Linked DNA regions of Rattus norvegicus: all the other regions are linked to region 1. The links are chromatin contacts, called in public Hi-C and HiChIP or PLAC-seq maps. All regions are on one chromosome and are shown on one strand. The core of a region is the stretch at or near the end of the contact, and the rest is flanking DNA. Distances in the headings are between cores, read along the strand shown. Region 1 holds the start of Afg3l2 (AFG3 like matrix AAA peptidase subunit 2). Region 2 holds the start of Cep76 (centrosomal protein 76). Region 3 has its middle 22 kb from the start of Impa2. Region 4 holds the start of Spire1 (spire-type actin nucleation factor 1).

Region 1 (2,647 bases), core at 73-2,572:
CTCATATGTGGCCCCTAGTCTCTGTGAAATATTCTGGAAGTAAACAAGGGTTAAGGCTAGGAATCCAGAAAGGCAGCCATGAAACTGGACAAAAAAAGGCTTTGAGGGAAGGTGGTGGTGCAGACAGTAGAGCAACGTGGAAGGGGAGATTGGGGCAAAAGGGTATAGTAGTGAAGAGAAAGTCGAAGGGAAGGTTAGACCCAAAGGAACAACTATGAGCCTTCTTTATGGAAACCTGTCACTGAGTCATCACCCAGCCCCACTGTTGGTCTTTCTCTGATCCCGATTTCTGGTTTGGTTCTGTTGTGGCTAGCAAGTATACATTGTAGGGTCTCACTACTTATGATTCATGGTTGTCTGGGTAAATAAACCTGAAAATACTGTGCCCAGGAAATTTCTTTTTCTGTCCTTGTCTGTGGTGCTGGGAATTGAACTTAGGCATTCACACATGCAAGTCATGTGGAAATTTTCTATAAATATCAACTAGGTTTAGTTTAGTCATTGTGATGCTGGGTTAGACACGAGGATGAATAATGCTTGGGGTTATTAAAGGGACTAAACACAGCCCGAGACAATTTGGCTCTGGTTTTGCAACACCCCAACTCTTCACGATCAGGTAGTTCTGACCAGTCACTCAGCATTGCAGAATCTTTAACACAACCTCAGTTCACAGTAGTGTTTGAGGACAGCCAGAGCTATGAGCCTGTCCCAAATAGCACCAGGAGAAAATAAGTAAGTAGATGTCTTGGCCTTTGCGGAACTTGCCTCATGCCCGTCAGTGAGCAATCAGTTAACTACTCGGTAAGTAGTCAGAGATGAATGCTAAAATGTCAAACAAGACCAGTGGTCTCTAGTCCTGAATGAAAAATGGTCCTTTTCCATAGAGCCTCGGGTCAACTCTTTAAGGTCCGCCCTCGAACCTTTGCTCTCCTTATTTGGCCCCTCCTGCTTTCCTTCTTCGGTCCCTCCCTCAGACCCGCCTCTCCTGTGCCGATCCTCTTTAGGCCCCGCCTCCTGCCCGCCTCCACACTGCCCTTCGCACCAGCTTTACCCCGCCTTGACCTCGCCTCCAAAGCTCTCATTTGCTACCACCGCCAGCCCCTCCCCACCACAGTCTTCCAACTCCGCCCCAGCCCCGCCCAGCCCCGCCATCAACTATTTCTCCTCTGACCCGCCTCCTTTGGGCTCACCCAACCACGCCCCTCCAGTTCTTTAGTAGGCCACGCCCTTCACCCCCGCTCCACTCTTCCTTTACTCCGGCCTCCAGTCCTACCCCTTCCCTACCCGAGAGCGTGGTCCGCCGCCTGGAGGGCACGTCGACGTCCGCACGCTGGGGCGGGGCCTGACGAGCGCGCGTGGAGCGTGGGTTCGCGTTCTGCCGCGGGTCTCCTGCGCCGGTGGCGCGCAGCTCCCGGATAAGTTGCGGAAGCTGAGGGTTGCCGACCGCCGGCTTTGGCTCGGTCCCTGCGCGCGCCCCGGAGCGGGCCGGGCCCATCATGGCTCACCGCTGCCTGCTGCTGTGGGGTCGGGGCGGCTGCCGTCGCGGCCTTCCTCCCCTGCTCGTGCCCAGCGGCTGCCTGGGTCCCGGCCGGCGGCCCTGCCTCCGTACGGTGAGTCCCGCGTCGCTGCTGCTCCCTCCGGCCAGCTTCCGGCTAGGGCGCAGGTGTCAAGGTCACCGGCCGGGGACGCGTGACGGCCTGAGTCTCCTGGTCCCCGTGGGTGGTATTTCTCCTGACCCCGGGGCCCTGTGGACCGCGCTGTGGTGAGTGGCGCTCTGAGCCCGGGAAGGTCACGCCTCTGCTTTGCTACTCGCTGCCGTGGTCTCGTTGGCTTTCGTGCCACTGGAAAAGGACAGTCGAGTGGACTGCACCGGCGAGCTGGAGGGGAGAGAGAGGGCTGTGGAACTTCCCTTTCCGAACATCTGTTGAATTTGGAGGGCCGTTGCTGGCATCCGGAATACAAATGCCACTGGTGTCATTCATATATATATATATATATATATATATATATATATATATATATATATATATATATATATAGTTCAGGTTAGGGCCTATGTATTTAGTTGCATAACAGCGCCTATCCGGAGGCTTCGCTGCTCTTGTAGGGCCACACACTAACTACCTAGTACCTTTTATTGAAGTGATGTTGTGTTGTGTTGGCAGGACCATGACACAGCTTCTTGCTGTGTGCCAGTCCAGCATAGGTTTTACCCGGAGGTACATAGCATGGCGGTTGAGAAATGTGATTGGTTGCTTGAACCTGGCTAGACAACTTACTGTCCAGCGTCTTTGAGGTGATTAGTCTAGCCTCTTCACTTAGAAGCTAGAGGTAATAATACAGCAGCCTTTCAGTTTCTGGAGGGGATTAATGCATGGACCCTTACCAAACTTAAAGGATGCATGCCCTCCTATGGGCTTTGGTTTGTTTATGTTTTGTTTGGGGATTTTTGAGATGAGGTCTTACTGTATAGCCCAGGCTAGCCTCCAGGATCTCCCACCCGATCCTCCTAATCATGCTGGCTCTTCGCTTATCCGCTCATTTCTAGATTGTTTCAGTACCTAATGTGGTCGTAAACCGTTAGTAAGTAGACTTTACATCCTAACACTCAATGAACAGTGACCAAAACCCAACCCAACCCACTCTT
Region 2 (2,647 bases), core at 84-2,583, 210 kb before region 1:
TGGTACTCCAGGAATATGTGCCTCTGATTTTAGATGTCCATTTTTCAGAAGGGTATCCTAAGCCCATCTTTTTCCTAAAAGATCAAAAGCCCTTGTGTTTCTCCCGTTGACTTTTTAAAATTTAAAAACATTTTAAAATACTGTGTCTGTAAGTACACGCAGTACTTACAGACGTGGGTTCAGATATTCTCTTTGGCCAGAATGGGTGTCAGGGACCCTGGACCTGGAGTTATAAGCCATTCATTGTGAGTATGTAAGAATTCTATCCTCTGTAAGCCACACAGGCTCTAATTACGGAGCCATTTCTTTAGCCCCCTCCCCTCAAGCTTTGTTGTTCTTGTTGATTTGTTTATTTCTTGCGGGGATAGGTGTCTTTCAGGCTGGGGCTTCCTGCCTCACGATTGGAATGCTGGGAATACAATCTTGGTCAAACCACTCCCACCCAGACTTCCGCAGGTCGGTAATCTCAGGTCGTTCTCTTTTTCAAACTTCTGTCTTATTTAATGCTCTTAGTATATGCACGTGTTTCTAGCTATATTGTAAACCTTGATGACTAAACAAGGACAATTCTACTACTGCCTTTTAGACAACGATCTGCTCTCTAATGCAATTGATTGCCTAGATCAACACGGACCCAAACTACATAAAAACACTTCAACGGATAAAACTTAGGGATTCCCCCGGTGCCACTTATGTGCAATGTATCTGCAATGTACAAACGTTACAGTTGCCAGGCAACGAAGGCTTCAGCTAGCAGGCAGGCCTTGATAGAGCGGACAAATGTGCTAATTTGGACCGCCGCCTCTAAGGATAACCAACTTGTTTGTTGGTTTGTTTTTTTCAGGCTTAAAGCCTGAAGCAGAAACACGTGCCCGGCTCTCCTAAGGCCAGGTGGCGCTTCCCGGGTCGGGGTGGCGACAGCGCCAACTCAAGTGGAGACTCACCATCAGGAGTGTGAAGTTCTTTAGGTCGGGGACCGACTCCCCGCAGGGAACGAACATGACTGCAGTGGGCGTAAGAGAAGCTGGAGCGCTGTCCGGGACAGCTAGGATACCTATCCTTAGGATAGAAGGCGGAACTCGCGATCCGCCCGGGTCCTTCGGGTCCTTCGGGTCCTGTAGGCGTCCGACGCACTGCCTGCGCTCAGTGCTGAACGAGGCTCGAACGCTCGGCAGGCGGCGTTCCCCGGGGTCGTAGGTCGAGGCCCTGCGACAGAGGACGTGGGAACCGCGCGTGCGGGACCCGCGAGGAGGCGGCGCGTTGGACCGCGTCGATCAGGCAGCTGGCAGGCCAGCCCCGGCGACTGTCAGTCCGCCCGGTTTGAAGACAGTTAGTTGTGGCGCCGCGGCTGCAGGGTTCCCGCCCTGCCAGGTCTGACGCGGCCGCGGCGCTTTGTGCTACGCCCGCCACCGATGCTGCGCGGCCGGGACGACGGGCTCCGTGGCTGCACCGTGTGAGACGGAGAGTAGCGGCCGGGAGGCGCCAGTGCCGGCATGTCGCTGCCTCCGGAGAAAGCCTCTGAGCTGAAGCAGCTCATCCACCAGCAGCTGAGCAAGGTGAGGAGCTCGGGCGGACGGGACCGGAGCCAGGGCTGTGGAGCGGGCGCCGGCGGGCAAGCTTCGGTTGGGCGTGTGACCCGAGGGAGCGCTGAAGGCTCTTTAGCTAGAGTGGAGGAGAGCCGCTGTAAACCGGAGGCGGTCCGGGCGCTTTCCAGATGTTCATGTACAAGTAGTCCGAGGCCAGATGTTTAGGGTTTCTTTACGCCTGGAAGCCCGATCGCAGTAAGTTATGGGAGACAGGGCGCTCCAATGACTGACAAGGAACGCGTTTACCCGGCTCGGGGCTTTCAGGAGAACCGCGACTTCCCAGCAGCAGCGCCCGACTGCTGGCCGTAAGCTGAAGTAATAAAGCTTCTTTATGGTGTGTTGGTGCGCCGGTGTTTGCGTCTCTAGCGTCTTTTGGCGAATCCTCAAAACAATCTCGCTTTTCCATCGGATGGGCAAGGAGATAGACGGACAAATTAGAGTTGCAAGTTGAATAAGTGAGAAGGCTGAAATAACTCGCTCTTTGTTCTGCCTCCTTCTAGGTCTGTGTTCTTTTGATTGTCCTCCACTCCCTCTCTTAAGAATTGTTTTCATTGAATCATTTGCGGGCAACCAGCAATAAAGGTTGATAACCAACCAGTTCAGATTGTTTCTAGTATGTTGCTCAAAACTTCCACCACTTAAAAAGCTCAATTTTATTGGCATTGGGCACTTGCCATTAGTTTCAGAAGCCTAAAATCTACAAGTGGCGTTTAACTGCTTTATAATGTTGTAAATTGTTTTTGTGCGGTTTTTTTTTGTTGTTGTTGTTGTTGGGTTTTTTGTTTTGTTTTGTTTTTTGAGACAGGGTTTCTTTGTGTAGTTTTTCTGGCTGTCCTGGAACTCTATAGACCAGGTTGGCCTGGAACTCCAGAGATCCACCTGTCTCTGCCTCCCGGGTGCTAGAAATAAAGGCATGCACCATCACCACCAGGTATAATTTTGTAAATTGTAATGTGGGGTTTTCTCCACAGATGGATGTCCATGGCAGAATAAGAGAAATTCTTGCCGAGACTATACGAGAAGAATTAGCACCTGACCAACAACATTTATCAACAGAAGAT
Region 3 (2,647 bases), core at 68-2,567, 190 kb after region 1:
TAGCAATAAAATTACTCTCTATGATAGACCTCTTTACCCAGAGATCAATGCCTGTTCAACTCATATCAGAGAAAAATATTTACTTACTTAATTTAATGTGTGAGTGCCCTGCTGCATGTGCACCTGAACACCAGCAGAGGGCATCAGGTCCCTTTATAGATGGTCACGAGCCACCACGTGAGCGCTAGGAACTGAACTCAGGACCTCTGGAAGAACAGCCAGTTTTCTCTCTCTCTCTCTCTCTCTCTCTCTCTCTCTCTCTCTCTCTCTCTCTCTCTCTCTCTCTCTCTTTTTTTTTTTGGTTCTTTTTTTTCGGAGCTGGGGACCGAACCTGGGGCCTTGCGCTTCCTAGGCAAGCGCTCTACCACTGAGCTAAATCCCCAACCCCTACAGCCAGTTCTCTTAACCACAGAGCCATCTCTCCAGACCCGAGAAGTTTCTTCTCGCAGTAGGTGGGAATTTAATACCGAGACTCACAACTGGAAAGTGTACAGAATGAGAGACTTTAGATCACTCGTACCTAAATGGGTTATTTTCACCAACCCTCCTCCCTTTGAGTCTCAGTGAGCTATGTAGTAGAGGAAGCTAAAAGATTGGAAGAGGTTGGGGATTTAGCTCAGCGGTAGAGCGCTTGCCTAGTGAGCGCAAGGCCCTGGGTTCGGTCCCCAGCTCCGAAAAAAAGAAAAAAAAAAAAAAAAAAAAAAGATTGGAAGAGCCAGAGTGATGGATGTCTCCAAGGAAAACAGTGTCCTCCAGACATAGCAAGACCACGTGGTGCATGTATAAACTCACAGAGATCTGTGACAGTGCACACGAGCCTGCACAGGTTCAAGTCAAGTGGGGTCTCAGCACCGAGAGGGCTAAGTAGCACAGGGTCCCACTTCTAATCAAAAAGCTATTGCAACTGCTACTTGTTGGCAAAAAGGAATTCGGTTTTCTCCATTGGAGCATCATTGAATGTATCAATCATACTCTAGGGCAGGCTCCATGCCAGGTGTAGCTGAGAACTCAATGATATTTTTGTTTCATTTTTTTGGCTTTAATTCATTCATTAAGTAAAATTTGGTCTTGTGGCTTGTTCATTTTCTTTTCGGGAGAGTGTTGTTTCGAGAGAGAAAAAGAACATACAATTTGGTGGGTAGAGAGGTGGGAAGGATCTCAGAAGAACTGGGGGAGGCATAACATGATCAAAATATAGTGCATACATTTTTTTTCAATTAAAAAACTATAAACATAAAGTCTCCAAGCTGTTGAATGTCTGCGCAGCCGAAGGCAGTGTACGCCACCTAGTGGGGACATTGCTGAATTGCTGCGTTCTCCAGCAGTCAGCAGTCTGTTGTGTGACCCTCCAACCCTGACCACGGAGCACCCTCTTGTATCCCTTGTCGGGCTTCCTGGTTTGGGATTCCTTAGGTCCTAGGTTTTGCTGAACATTCATCTGTGTCCTGCTGGAGTAGGGCTTCTTATGAGTCGAGACCCTGGTCCCTAGCTGTCTCTGCTTACTTGAGGCTCGGGCCAGCTCGCAGTCAGACCCTCGCTTTCCCTTGGGATGTCACGGCAGTTTGTATTGACGATTCCAGCGATCATCTTCTCTTGCAGACATTTGAAAAATGTTCTTGGTTTAATATGGACTGGGAAGCCCTAGGACCTAATTCCATAAGCCTGCTTCGCTGTAGGAATGATTTGGAGTGATCTGTTGGAAAGGAGGAGGGAGAATTCAGGCAGGGGAAGGATACCTGAACTGTGTCCCTGCTGAGCAACTTGGCGGCTCTAATTTCAGCTTCCTGGGTACCAGCCCTGGGCTGAACTGATGTATCCTATGCCTGCCGAGTGCTAGATGTCATTCACATTTGGACATCTCCACTGTGTAAAAAGTAATCTTTGGCCTGGCGGCGGTGGTGGGTGCCATTAAAATCCCATCACTCGGGAGGCAGTGGCAGGCGGATCTCTGTGAGTTCAAGGCCAGCCTGGTCTACAGGCCAGCCAGGGCTATGCACAAACAAAAAAACAAAACAAAACATAAACAGCAACAACAAAAACTTAGTCTTTGTCTTACCATTCTGTCGTGAAGTTATGACAACTTGAAATGGTTTCCACCTGAGACAATTTGTCTATAGGAGAAATTATTCCTATGTTTGTAAAGGCTCTGGTTTCATTATTTACCTGTACTGTGTTGTGAGCCAAGTGTCCCAGCATTTGGTTCTGCTTGAGCATTTGAGGACACATGTGTATACATTCGCGTGTTAGTGTGGGTGCATTTCCTTTTTTTTTTTTTTTTTCTTTTTTCTTTTTTTCGGAGCTGGGGACCGAACCCAGGGCCTTGCGCTTGCTAGGCAAGCGCTCTACCACTGAGCTAAATCCTTAACCCCGTGGGTGTATTTCCTTATCCAAGTTGCAGACAGTCCAATACCACAGGCCATTACTCGAATATATATATATATATATATATATATATATATATATATATATATATATATATATATGTATCTCACAACAAAGTAAATAACAGGACGGAGAGGGGGAGTCATTCAGTGGTAGACTTTGTGTTTAGTGGAGGAAAGTCTCTGAGCTCAATCCACAGCACTAGAGTGTTGGAACACAGGAGAGAGCTTTCTCCTGAGCCAGTGATGGGCATGGCGAAGAAACC
Region 4 (2,647 bases), core at 46-2,545, 170 kb before region 1:
GGAGTCTCCCCTTCAACTATATGGGCTGCAGCTTGGCAGCAAAGTCCGTTCACCTGCTGAGCCGTCTCACTGGCCCTAAATACTGCATTTTTATATTTGAGATTATGAACCCATAATTAAGTAATTTTTCTTGAAGAGCTTGTTTTATATCTCTTGCCTTGAAAACAAAAGGCGTCCACTGAGTTTTTCCTTAACCGCCAACTTCTAACCCTTAATGACTTTCTACTATAAAATTAACTGTAGGGTGCCATTTCCCACATTCCACATAAAATTGTACCTACTACGATGTTCTTACTTGGTTGATGCTACAACTCTAAGGACTTCGAAGGCTAGCCTGGGTAGAATGTTACCAATTAAAACCATCCATGATTGGATGGACATTTTAAAGAGTTATTAGCTTTAATCGCACACTGGAAGGGGTTCAGAGAGGCCCCTAGAGTTCTTTTGTACTCCAGATAATTGTCCTTAGTTTTGTCTCTGACACCTATTCCTTCTCGAATTCCTTCTGGGTTAACTAGGCTAGGATGAGTGTGGTTATTACCTCAGGGGAGATTGAATCTGTAAGGCCTTGTGCATCACATCTCAGGCCCTGATCTAGGCTTTCGGAGAATTTGGCAAAGCAAGCCTTTGATCGTTGTCCTCACTGAACGTCTGAGTGGAGAGAGTACCAACACTAAAGAAGCATTGAAGAAGTAGCGGGACATGGTGGTTCAAGGCCAGTTTGGTTACCCAGGGAGACTGTTTCAAAATAAATGAATAGGAAAATATATTTAAATAATTTTGCAGATGTGCAGAGAGATAGTATGTGTCAAATGGTCCTGAGAAACAGACGAGTCTCAAAGGACCCAGGGGGCCTGTGCTCGCAGGCCAAAGCTGGAAGCGCTGGGCAGCCAGTGGCGAGGGTGATTCAGATGACCGTTTCTTCTTGATAAATCGCCCCAGATTGAATTCAAGTTCTTAAATAGACTGTGGGAGCCGAACGGGTGACAGCGACTTCGCGGCCAGACGCCTGCAGGACCACGGCTCGGGCCCCAACCTTGCGGTCGCCCCTCGCCGCCCGTCACTCACCTCGGGGGTGACGCCCCCAGGCCGTGCTCAGCCGCGCGTCACTCACATCGGGAGGGGGCGTGACGCCCCCCCAGGTCCTGCTCGGCCGCGCGTCACTCACCTCGGGGGTGACGCCCCCAGGCCCTGCTCGGCCGCGCGTCATTCACATCGGGGGTGACGCCCCCAGGCACTGCTCCGCTGCGCGGCCCCCAAGAAGGGGCGGGGCGAGGCGAGACGGGGCGGGGCTAGTGGACGCCATCGCCGTGCTACCGGCCGGCTGCGTGCTGGTCAGCACCGAGCGCCGCGGTGTCCCCGCCTAGTCCCCGCGGCGGCGCGCAGCCGGCCTGGGCGGCGGCAGCCCGGGATGCGGAGGCGGCGGCTCGTAGAGACGATGCTCCAGCGCTGAGGAGACGCGGCAGCCGAGCGCCGGCGGCGCAGCGACGTGGGCCGCATGGCGCAGCCCTCAAGCCCGGGCGGCGAGGGGCCGCAGCTCGGCGCGACAGGGGACCCGCGCGACGCGCTGAGCTTGGAAGAGATCCTGCGGCTCTACAACCAGCCCATCAACGAGGAGCAGGCGTGGGCCGTGTGCTTCCAGTGCTGCGGCTCCCTGCGCGCCGCCGCCCGCCGCCAGCCCCACCGCCGCGTGCGCTCGGCCGCGCAGATCCGCGTCTGGAGGGACGGCGCCGTCACCCTGGCGCCCGCCGCGGACGAGGAGGGAGAGCCGCCCCCTGCCTCCGGTGAGGTCGCGGCCCGATGCCCCCGGCCCGGTGGGAAGCTGGCGGGCGGCTCCCGGAGGGCGGGCGGGGCTGCGGGACCCGGGTTCCCGGGAGGCTCTGTGCGTGTCCGCCGGCCTCGGCTGTTTACCGGGGGCTGAGGTGGGGGTGGGGTGGGGTGGCGAGGGCTCCGGAGATGCATGTGTGAGGTTCGGTCAGGAAGATGACATCCTTGGGAAAAGGAGCTGGCCCTTCGTAGCGTTTTGAATTTGTCAGTAGTCCTTGGAAATGGTAGGGAAACCACTGAACCCCCAAGAATTGTGCTATTTTGGAGAGAAATAGAAGAAATGAGGACTCCGGGTACCCTGTGTGAAAATTCGCTGTGGTGAAAAGTACAGGTTTATAAGAAGTAAACAGGCTGTTTAGATGAAATTGCTTTTGGTTAGTCCGCGTACATTCTTCATGACTTGTCACCTAAACAGTGACACATTACCAGGAGCTTACTCACATGCTTTATTGATGGGAAGACTAGTAATAGGTTTCCCCTATCCGGTTTTATCTAATTCATTCTTTGAGAAGCAAGTCTATTCAAAACATAGCAAAACAATCCACCTTCACCTTTAGAAAGTTGATGGAAGTGTCAAAATGCTCAAGGATGGAAAATGTAATTAGAATAGTCTGTAAAACGACATTTCGTGAAAATCCTTTTCTAAATTGAGGGAAACGTTCAGTATTATCAGCCCTACTAGAATATTCTCTCATTTTTAGTTCAAGTAAACATAGTTTTGTTTATTTATTTAAAGCCAGCCATTGGGATGTATTAATAACCTCAATGTTGCACTATTTCAGAATACCGTGTGACGTTTTCATACACGTGTACCTCGAAT

The links. Hi-C and Micro-C count contacts between places; a contact is called where the count stands out from the background. HiChIP or PLAC-seq counts read pairs in DNA pulled down with a chosen protein or histone mark.
Region 2: a contact with region 1 is called in an H3K27ac HiChIP or PLAC-seq map of oligodendrocytes, with 5 times the contacts expected there. The contact joins the promoter of Cep76 here to the promoter of Afg3l2 in region 1. A contact is called at or near these places in 1 of 12 Hi-C or Micro-C datasets (hepatocytes) and 1 of 1 datasets of contacts at active chromatin or transcription factors (oligodendrocytes).
Region 3: a Hi-C map of psoas muscle shows a contact between it and region 1, with 2.3 times the contacts expected there. The contact joins the enhancer-like site here to the promoter of Afg3l2 in region 1. A contact is called at or near these places in 5 of 12 Hi-C or Micro-C datasets (the A7r5 cell line, the Rat2 cell line, Schwann cells and 2 more).
Region 4: a Hi-C map of liver shows a contact between it and region 1, with 4 times the contacts expected there. The contact joins the promoter of Spire1 here to the promoter of Afg3l2 in region 1. A contact is called at or near these places in 9 of 12 Hi-C or Micro-C datasets (the A7r5 cell line, the Rat2 cell line, Schwann cells and 4 more) and 1 of 1 datasets of contacts at active chromatin or transcription factors (oligodendrocytes).

The regions. Positions count from the first base shown.
Region 1 is chr18:63,267,675-63,270,321 of GRCr8, reverse strand. It overlaps Afg3l2 (AFG3 like matrix AAA peptidase subunit 2), which reads left to right and starts at 1,322. Exons shown (of 17, transcript NM_001134864.1): 1 at 1,322-1,610. The coding sequence starts at 1,497. It also overlaps a transcript of Prelid3a not described here and the pseudogene LOC134482954.
Region 2 is chr18:63,477,044-63,479,690 of GRCr8, reverse strand. Cep76 (centrosomal protein 76) reads left to right here and starts at 1,333. Exons shown (of 12, transcript NM_001100514.1): 1 at 1,333-1,556; 2 at 2,558-2,647. The coding sequence starts at 1,494. It overlaps Psmg2 (proteasome assembly chaperone 2), which reads right to left and starts at 1,071. Exons shown (of 7, transcript NM_001106138.2): 1 at 945-1,071. The coding sequence starts at 1,001.
Region 3 is chr18:63,081,226-63,083,872 of GRCr8, reverse strand. No RefSeq gene overlaps it. Among named protein-coding and RNA genes, the nearest start is that of Impa2, 22 kb to the left of the region's middle. Within about 2 kb of position 1,317, at least 1 of the 93 cell types and tissues checked has an H3K27ac peak or open chromatin away from gene starts, as enhancers often do.
Region 4 is chr18:63,440,182-63,442,828 of GRCr8, reverse strand. Spire1 (spire-type actin nucleation factor 1) reads left to right here and starts at 1,295. Exons shown (of 16, transcript NM_001415684.1): 1 at 1,295-1,784. The coding sequence starts at 1,499.